Linked DNA regions of Mus musculus: region 2 is linked to region 1. The links are chromatin contacts, called in public Hi-C maps. All regions are on one chromosome and are shown on one strand. The core of a region is the stretch at or near the end of the contact, and the rest is flanking DNA. Distances in the headings are between cores, read along the strand shown.

Region 1 (4,382 bases), core at 1,076-3,575:
GAAGACTATCGACTAAGGCTACCGAAAGCAAGACAGGATCAGATAAACAACAGTCTGTAATTCCTATTAAAATCAGCAATTTAGTTACTATATTGAATTACAACTAAAGTGTTTAAGTACTTGGTTGCTGGGAACTAGAAACTCACATAAGACCCAATTTAACACTACAGAGATTGCCTTTTTTTGTGGCTGATGGTGAAAGAGGGGCTATAGGTTCAGTGAAAAGCTCAAACTGGGCCAACAAGCCCATCGGGTAAAGGCTCTTGCCACCAAGCCTCTTGACTTGAGTTTGATCCCTGGAATTACATGCTCAAAGGAGAGAAGTGCCTCCCAAAAGCTGCCCTCTGACTGCCACATAATGCACACACACACACACACACACACACACACACACACACGCACACGCACACGCACACGCACACACACACGTGAATAAATGCAATGTATTTTGTAAAGGTCCAAACTGATATCGCCCAAGAGTGGATATTAGCATCCAATCAGTGTTTATTTTCTTTGATGTGAACTAAAAAGCAACAGGAATTACAGCTTCTGGTTCATTCTAGATGGAAGATATAAGTGGAACTTACACCTTCTTTTATATCAGATCAAATGAGATCAAGAGGAGCAGGATGGAAGGCAGAAGCAGGCCACTCAGCAGGGGTGGCTGGATAAGCCTTCAGCAAACTAGTGAGATTTTAGGAAGGTGGGTCCTGAAGCAAAACCAAGTCTGGAACCAGGTTATGGTCCGAACAAATGGGCCAGAAAAGGACATTTTGAGAATGTGATGCAGACCAGAATTCTAACACGTGGACTGTGTGGAAGGTTAGTGAAGCTTGAGTGAAGAGAGTAGGTAACAGAACACTGTCACACTTCCCTGACACCTCACTCTCCAGCGTTTGGGGGAAGCTGAGCCAAGGTGTCTATGGCAGTAATTTCTCACTCATTATCGTGAATAGCATATTCCTGCTGTATCATTGGACCTCTCTTGGTTTTAAACAACTATGATGTCTTTAGAATGCAGACATTTATTTATCTATCAGTTATTATTTATGCATATAATTTGTTTGGGTATTTTGTCTGCATGTAAGTGTGTATACCACATGCATACACATGGTGCCCTACAGAGTCACAGAGGGTATCAGATTCCCTGGGACTGGAATTACAGAGGGTTGTGAATGCCATGTGAATGCTGGACTTGAACTTTGGTTCTCAGGTAGAACAGCCAATGCTCTCAACCACTGAGCCATCGTCCCAGCTTCATCATCTCTAGAACAATGATAACACCAAGCATAACAATCAGCAGTGGTGCTACTAGGCTGAGTGGGAAAGGCAGACGGGAGAGGAGGCACCGCACCGCCAGGCAGGCAGGAGAGTGCAGCAGCTGTCTGGGGCAAGACTCCACAGCTGGCAAGCTAGAAAAGCATCCATTCATTTCATCCACCAGGCTTGGGGAAAGCAAGCTTCCTGGGTAAGCCATGCCCAAGTAAGAGTTTGATGTGCCATTTCCACATCTAGACTCTAGGATGAATAGTCACACTCACCAATCTCTTGCCAGTGAGTCCAGAGAGTTCTAGGAGAGTCTGAAAAGATCTTCCTAGTACAGGACCAATACCTCTGAGAATTTCTCATGCTCTTCCCACCACACTCTACTCACCTTGATCGTTGCTTGGACCCTTGAAGACAGAAGAAGAAATAAAAACTTCCCAGTAAGCTGCAGCTTTTTGTTTTGCTTCTGGTTCTAAGTAGCTTTGATGCAAAAGTGGCTTATAGGAAAGAGAGTTTGCAGCTGAATTTGGGATCTTAGAATCAAATCCAAAAAATGGGTGAAGTTGAAGACTGTCTAAAGCCACATCCCGCTCCCCTTTGCAATTGCAAGAAGAGGAGAGTCTGATCTCTGAGTTGTGCTGTTTTGTGTTGTGCTGGGATTTGTAATGAGAAAGCACAGTGCCTCACTTTACAGCCTCAACCTCCAGGCTCTCCAGTTTCAGTACCCCATCAAAGCTACTTAGAACCAGAAGCAAAACAAAAGGCTGCAGCTTACTGGGAAGTTTTTATTTCTTCTTCTGTTTTCAAGGGTCCAAGCAACGATCAAGGTGACTAAAGCGGGGTGGGAAGAGCATGAGAAATTCTCAGAGGTATTGGTCCTGTACTAGGAAGATCTTTTCAGGAGTGCAGGTGTGTGTTGCCACAGCGCTAGCAGGATCATGAAGATTTCTGTGTACTGTTATCTGCTTCATGGGCGGAGGCTGAGCCTAGGAGTCTCCGAGTCAGTAGCATCTTTCAAGGCTTTTCCTCTGCAGCTCTGAAATCTTGACCCCTGGAAAGATGCCTGGGGAGGTTCACTTTCAGTTTTCAAGCGCTTGGGCTCCCTCTAGAGGAACAACTTCCAAACCTTCAAAACTTCATTGGAAAATAACAAGAACAATCTGATTTTACCTAGCTATACAAATTTAAAGCTCAGAGGTACCACTTGAACATTTTTAGTTGGAAATATCTCCTAAAGGTTTCCTGCTCTAAAGCACCTATGAAATGGGCACAGCTGCTGTCTTTGCTACTGTTCAAGTCTGCTCTGTATAGTAAGTAACACAGGAACAATCATTTCCAGTTTCTGAACTGCAGTCAGCTGCAAGCATTGCTCCCGGGGTGGAACAGCTAGATTAACTCCAATTCTTAGGAATAGCATTCTTAACATTTGTGTGCCTGTAGCACTGCTCATCTTTGGCCCTTCCTTCTTCATCCCTCCTTTCCTTCTGTTTGTCTATGCTAGGCAAGTGCTCTGCCATCGGGCTGTCACCCCACATTTGAGTTTCTCTTCATAGGACTAAATCTGCCCTGTGAAATTACCAAATCATAGCCTGTGATATCCCCTAAGATGACAGCCTTTTTCCATGTCACTTTCTTACTTCTGACTCAGCCTTTCCTTTGAGGTCAGAGTTTATGGGATGAGATTTCTGATTAGAATCCTCACCTTTGATATAGCTCTAATCCCTGAACTCTTGGTCCCTGAAGAATAAAGTAAAAACCAGGTTCCAAAGACTCTCAAAGAGAGAAAATAAAATCCATAAGCTCAGAAAAATGTTTAACAACCCAAAGTCAAATTATTTCAAAACAATGTTGGCCCTCTAAATTATCAAAGCATCCTCAAGACAAAAAGCACACAGTGATAGGTAGATGTGTTGAAATTTGAGCTTTTAATCCCATTTCAGATGAAAGAAATGTGGACTAGGAGGCAGAGGCAGGAGGGTCTCTAGATTGTGTCAAGCTGTGCATTGAACACCTTTTTCACTAGAACAGCCACAAGAAAAAAAAAAAACTATACAGAAAGGACTTGAATAGTAGTTTCTACTTCCAGATCAAGTTGGGAGTTTTCAGCAGTTTCTACCCAATGTTCTTGCTCTAAAACTCTGAAACGTTAAGCCCCTAATTAAATATGTTGCTCTATAAGTTGTCTTGCTCACCTCTCTTATTACAGCAATAGAAAAGTAACCAGGACAGCTTAACATGGCAGCACTTGGTAACAGGTGTACTGGACTGTGCAACTTTTAACTTTGTCTCCTGTTTCCAGTTAGGCTCCTAGTGCATCCTAAGTATGAAACCATCAAGATAATTTATGAATTTGACTGAAAATAGGCTTCTCATTTTCTTGATGGTGCTTAGTTATTCTTCTTAGTTTTAGTATTCTGCTAATAAAAACAACTACAGAAATCAAGTCTTTTGATTTTCTAGGACATGGTAAATACTAGAAACCTTCATTGTGATGATTGTCAAGACTAGACTGATTTCTGAGCCCTTGGTTTTCTCAAAGACTGGAATATTTCCCTTGTCAACTACAGATGGGACCTGTTAATTCTTTTAACTAAGTTAGGCAATTCCGAAAGGCAGAAAGAGGAAACTGCAAAAACCCAACCTCAGTTAGCTGCTAACTTAGCTTTGCTCCACCTGGAGGCTGTTCTGGGAAGAGAAAGCCGTCCATTCCAGGCAGTCACGTGAGAGGAGATTGGTCTCATCCAGAGATTAGACTCATCAGAGCTAAAATTTGCATTTCTGATCATTTCCAGGTAATGAAGCTACTGTTGCTTGTCCAGGCCACACTTTCAGAAGTGTTGATCTAGCATGCCTGCCTGGTAAGTGTGGGGGTTGTTTAGGTTTTGGTGTTTATGGAAGTTCTACTTTTCTGAAGGTCTGGGAATACGTGGCAAGTAGGCTTGAGATGAAATCAATAACTTGTCTTCATAGATTTCACTGTGGTTAGTGTTTGTTGATCATCAACTTGACAGCATTTGGAATCATCTAGGAGACACACCTCTAGGCACACACATGGAAGATTATTAGATTATTAGCTCTATTATGTAAGGTATTACTAGATTAGATTAGCCTTTGGG
Region 2 (4,297 bases), core at 891-3,390, 250 kb before region 1:
CATGGAGAAAATCTTTCCCCAAAAGTAGAAAAAAAGGCAGTTGTAAATATAGATGAGGAAAAAGAAGTAAAAGCTCAATATAGGATGCAAAATACCTAATGTAAGAGTTCCAGAAACACAGAAAAGAGACAAAGAAAAGGAGAAAAAGCAAAGTTAATTTCCTAGTAAGTTTTCAGGGTGACAAACACTGCTTCATTTAGTGTCATCATTAAAAGGAGCCAGTTATTAGTTGTTAAAGATTTATATAATATGCCCAAGCAAATATAGTCAAAAGTCTGTTTAATAAAGTATAATGCTCTATAAATACCATGGTTTGCATACCCTTTGTGCTCTAGAGAAGTAACAGCTAAAATTTTTAGAAATAAAGTATAAGTTTATGGATGAGAAGAGAATTTGTGAACTTTCAAAAAAACTAAACATAATTGATTACTATAAACCGCTCATTAATTTACCATGGAAAGTTTGATGAAGATGTCAATGTGTCTTATATTTAAGGAATATGAAGAATCTCTTAAGAGTGAAGATTTATGCTTCTAGAAAGTAGATTTAAATGTATTTTGAAACTGAAATTCTTTTGTCCTTTAATAAAATTTCCAGTGGCAAATACCCTATAGTATATTGTAGTGCTTGTTCATACACTCCTTCATGTTTTAAAGTCAAGAAAATGGTAGACATGCTTTTGCAAATACAAGAAAACACTGGAGAATATCAATTTCTGTGAGACAATGAGGCTGTATCAGACATAGGCAATCCTGTGGATCAGAGAAGAATAAGGAATGTTGTATCATTCATCTTGACTTCTTTCTCTTTTATTACATTTATTTATGTATTTCTGTGTATAGACAGGCAGGCAGGCAGATAGGCAACGACACAGCTTCAACGCTCTGTGGACTTTAGAAGACAACTTGTGGAAGTCAGTTCTTTCCTTTTACCATGTAGTCCCTGAGAACCGAACTCAGGTCACTGGGGGCTTGTCAGAAATAACTTTAGCTGCTGAGCCATCTCTCTGGCTCGCCTTTTGTTTTTTGTTTTATTTTGGTTTTTCGAGACAGGGTTTCTCTATATAGCCTTGGCTGTCCTGGTACTCACTCTGTAGACCAAACTGGCCTGGAACTCAGAAATCCACCTGTCTCTGCCTCCCAAGTGCTGGGATTAAAGGTGTGCACCACCATGCCCGGCTCATCTTTTGGTTTCTTAAAGGCAAAATAGCTTGAATGCAAATACCAATAACCACTAACAGATTAAGACCTGGTAATACCATACCATGATAGAAAAAGCATTATACACCAGACGACTTGAATTTCAATTCTAATGTGCTTCACCATAAACCTAACACCTCGGTTCATCATCTAAAACCGGAATTAATAACTACTAACCCCTCTTCACTATACAGTAGGAAACAATGGCACAACATATATTATCATAGATTAAGAAAAGTGACTGTTGTTCAAAGTTCATTGTAAGAAACTAGACAGAAGAAAACCTTACTTTTAGGGATGCACTCTTCCTTTGCCCCCTTTCCCACCTAACATACCAGTAAATAACATTTTGTGTCTTATTGTATTCTGTTTACTATTTTCTGTATTTTAAAATAGTATTTTGTATAATAGTTATAGCATTGAGATAGATACAAGTAGCTCTATTTTAAACATGGAAATATACTGCGATACAGGAGTTAGTGTTCAACTTTTTTTTTTTTTTTTTGAGACAGGGTTTCTCTGCGTGGCCCTGGCTGTCCTGGAACTCACTCTGTAGAGCAGGCTGGCCTTGAACTTAGAAATCCACCTGCCTCTGCCTCCCAAGTGCTGAGATTAAAGGCATGCACCACCACGCCTGGTTGTTTGGTTTTGAGATAGAGTCTCAGAATATAGACCAGGATGACTTCTCACAGCGATCCTCCTGCTTCTGCCCTGAGTGATGGGACTAAAGGCATGTGTTTCTGTACATGGCAGTGTTCAAGTTCTTAATTACACTATTCCTCCATATTTAAAGTCCCAGCTGGATTCTGATAACTTCTAGTTTAGAAACCTGAAAAAAAAAATCCACAACTTGTTTAAAGTAGGTTCCTTAATCCCAACTGATGCTAGTCTGTTTACTCTTCTTAAGACATACTTATGTGTAATTCTCCTAGAAGGTCATCACATGACCTCTCCACTCTCCTTCCTCTTGCTGCTAAATATATGTATCTACTCAAACAAGTTATTCTATCAGCTCTGCTATTAAATGTTCTTTCAGAATAGATTTGTCAAAATCTGAATTAGAATCTAAGTCTTCAACTTTCTGTTCTTTAAGAGGCTTCACAAAATGAGAGAAAGAAAATGAGGAAATGCTTGTCCAAACAATTTAATAGAAGGTTGCAAAGGAGAAAAAAAATCATTTCTTGTTAAATATATTACATCATCTCAAAGCAGTCCAAATAACTGAATCAACAATTGGGAAGTCCATCATAGTAGCAGAGAAAATAGCACAAAATTTAAAGACAGCATTTTTACCTCTGAAGAACTGAAGTCTGGAAAAACAAACTGTACAGTGTGATTAATATGCTGATAAACTGGCATCTATAAGTCAATTAGATTGTAAGAACATCACTGGATGTCGTGCCTTTAGTCTGCCTTTAACTCCAGCAGTTGGTAGGCAGATCTCTGTTGAGTTTAAGGCCAATCTGGTCTATATGAGTTCCCAGGACAGCCAAGAATATACAGTGAGATCCTTTCATAAAACAAAACAACATATAATTTAAAATATCTATCTACATCTTATTCTAGAAAGCAGATAAAGGGTGTGCAAAATGTTCTTAAAATAAATGTAAACCAGACTCTGGCATGGCACAACCTATAATGTAGTAGAAGGCAGATGTTTATGAGATATCCTGTGTTCTATGGTACTTCATATATACCTGGTTAGACTTGAGATGAAATGAATAAATTGCTCAAGTTTCATTTGAACTAACACTGATGAGTATTAAAATGTAATTAATGCTTTGTGTTATGGTTAGTTTGCTTGTCAATTTGACATAATCTAGACTCACCCATGAAGGGAGTCTCAATGTAGAACTGTCTAGACTAGGCTGGTTTATGAGAGATTTTCTTAATTGAGTTGATGGAGATGGGAAAAGCCACATTGAAGGTGGGGTCTTGTATTAATCCAGCAGTTCTAATCTGTGGGTCTCAACCCCTGGAAGCCAATATCACATATCCTACAAATTAGATATTTATATTACCATTCACAGCAGTAGCAAAATTACAGTTATGAAGTAGCAATGAATAATTTTATGGTTGGGGTTCACCATAATAGGAGGAACTGTATTACAGGGTCGCAGCATTAGGGAGGTGGAGGACTACCGCTCTAATTGGTTTGGACTGAATGAAGAGAGTGAGCTGAGCATTAGAAGCACACACACATTCATTATTCTCTGCTCCTAATTTTGGATATAACCAACGCCCCCAAGCTCCCACTGTTGTGACTTCCCTGTAGTGATGGACTACAGCCTGGAACTGAGAACTAAAATAAACTATTCCTTAAACCTAAGTTGCCTTTGTCAGAGTTATTTTTATTGCAGCAATAGGAAACAAAACTAACACAGTTTGTTACATGAAAATTATAAAGACTTTATTTGGTTGTTTTATTACTTTAAGAAAGATGATCCAGAAAATAATTTAAGAAAAGTAAAAAAGAAAGACCATCTAGAAACACAAGAGAAAGAGGGGGTAAAATTCAGCAGTTACATGTGTTGGGAATGACCCACATAAATGTTTTGCTTGCCTTATGTAGTAATAGTAGTAACAATACTTTCTCGAATAATATTTACAAGATTTCCTATTTGTTTAATTTTGAGAGAGTGTCATGTAGCCCAAGCTATCCTGGAATTTACAATTAGGCTGAAATTTGCCTTGAACTCCTGATCTTCCTGTGTCTGCTCCGCAAGTACCAGGGTCACCAGAGTCCCCACTCTAAGAAATATGAATTTCTGGGCTGGGCGGATGACCTGATGACCTGAATTCTATCCCTGTAGCTGACAAGGTAGAAGGAGAGAACTGACTACTGAAAGTTGTTCTTTGACCTACACATGTTCTGCAGCATGTTCACAATTATACATTTGAGTACACACATACACAATAAATGTAATAAAAAAAAAAGAAATACACACTTCTTTCTCTTGGAAAGTCAGATTATTTTCTTATATTGTCTTATAGAGGAAACTGTTAATGTGGATGTCTACTTAAGACCTGATATCTTGAATTCACAGTCACCACAATTCTCTATCTTTCTATTTAAAGCCCTTCTTAGCATTCAAATT

The links. Hi-C and Micro-C count contacts between places; a contact is called where the count stands out from the background.
Region 2: a Hi-C map of bone marrow-derived macrophages shows a contact between it and region 1, with 5 times the contacts expected there. The contact joins two enhancer-like sites. A contact is called at or near these places in 10 of 39 promoter capture datasets (the C10 cell line, cranial neural crest, embryonic stem cells and 4 more), 3 of 15 datasets of contacts at CTCF or cohesin (large pre-B cells, pro-B cells and stem cell-derived epiblast-like cells), 71 of 484 Hi-C or Micro-C datasets (the AtT-20 cell line, B cells, the BV-2 cell line and 35 more), 10 of 115 datasets of contacts at active chromatin or transcription factors (the 230-238 cell line, DN3 thymocytes, embryonic stem cells and 4 more) and 4 of 9 other capture datasets (adipose tissue, embryonic stem cells, liver and 1 more).

The regions. Positions count from the first base shown.
Region 1 is chr14:44,979,649-44,984,030 of GRCm38.p6, reverse strand. No RefSeq gene overlaps it. Among named protein-coding and RNA genes, the nearest start is that of Ptger2, 6.3 kb to the left of the region's middle. Within about 2 kb of position 2,325, at least 13 of the 459 cell types and tissues checked have an H3K27ac peak or open chromatin away from gene starts, as enhancers often do. A contact at or near this core is called in bone marrow-derived macrophages, where this site is marked.
Region 2 is chr14:45,229,459-45,233,755 of GRCm38.p6, reverse strand. All of the region lies in intron 1 of Gpr137c (G protein-coupled receptor 137C), which reads right to left. Among named protein-coding and RNA genes, the nearest start is that of Gpr137c, 12 kb to the right of the region's middle. Within about 2 kb of position 2,140, at least 3 of the 459 cell types and tissues checked have an H3K27ac peak or open chromatin away from gene starts, as enhancers often do. A contact at or near this core is called in bone marrow-derived macrophages, where this site is marked.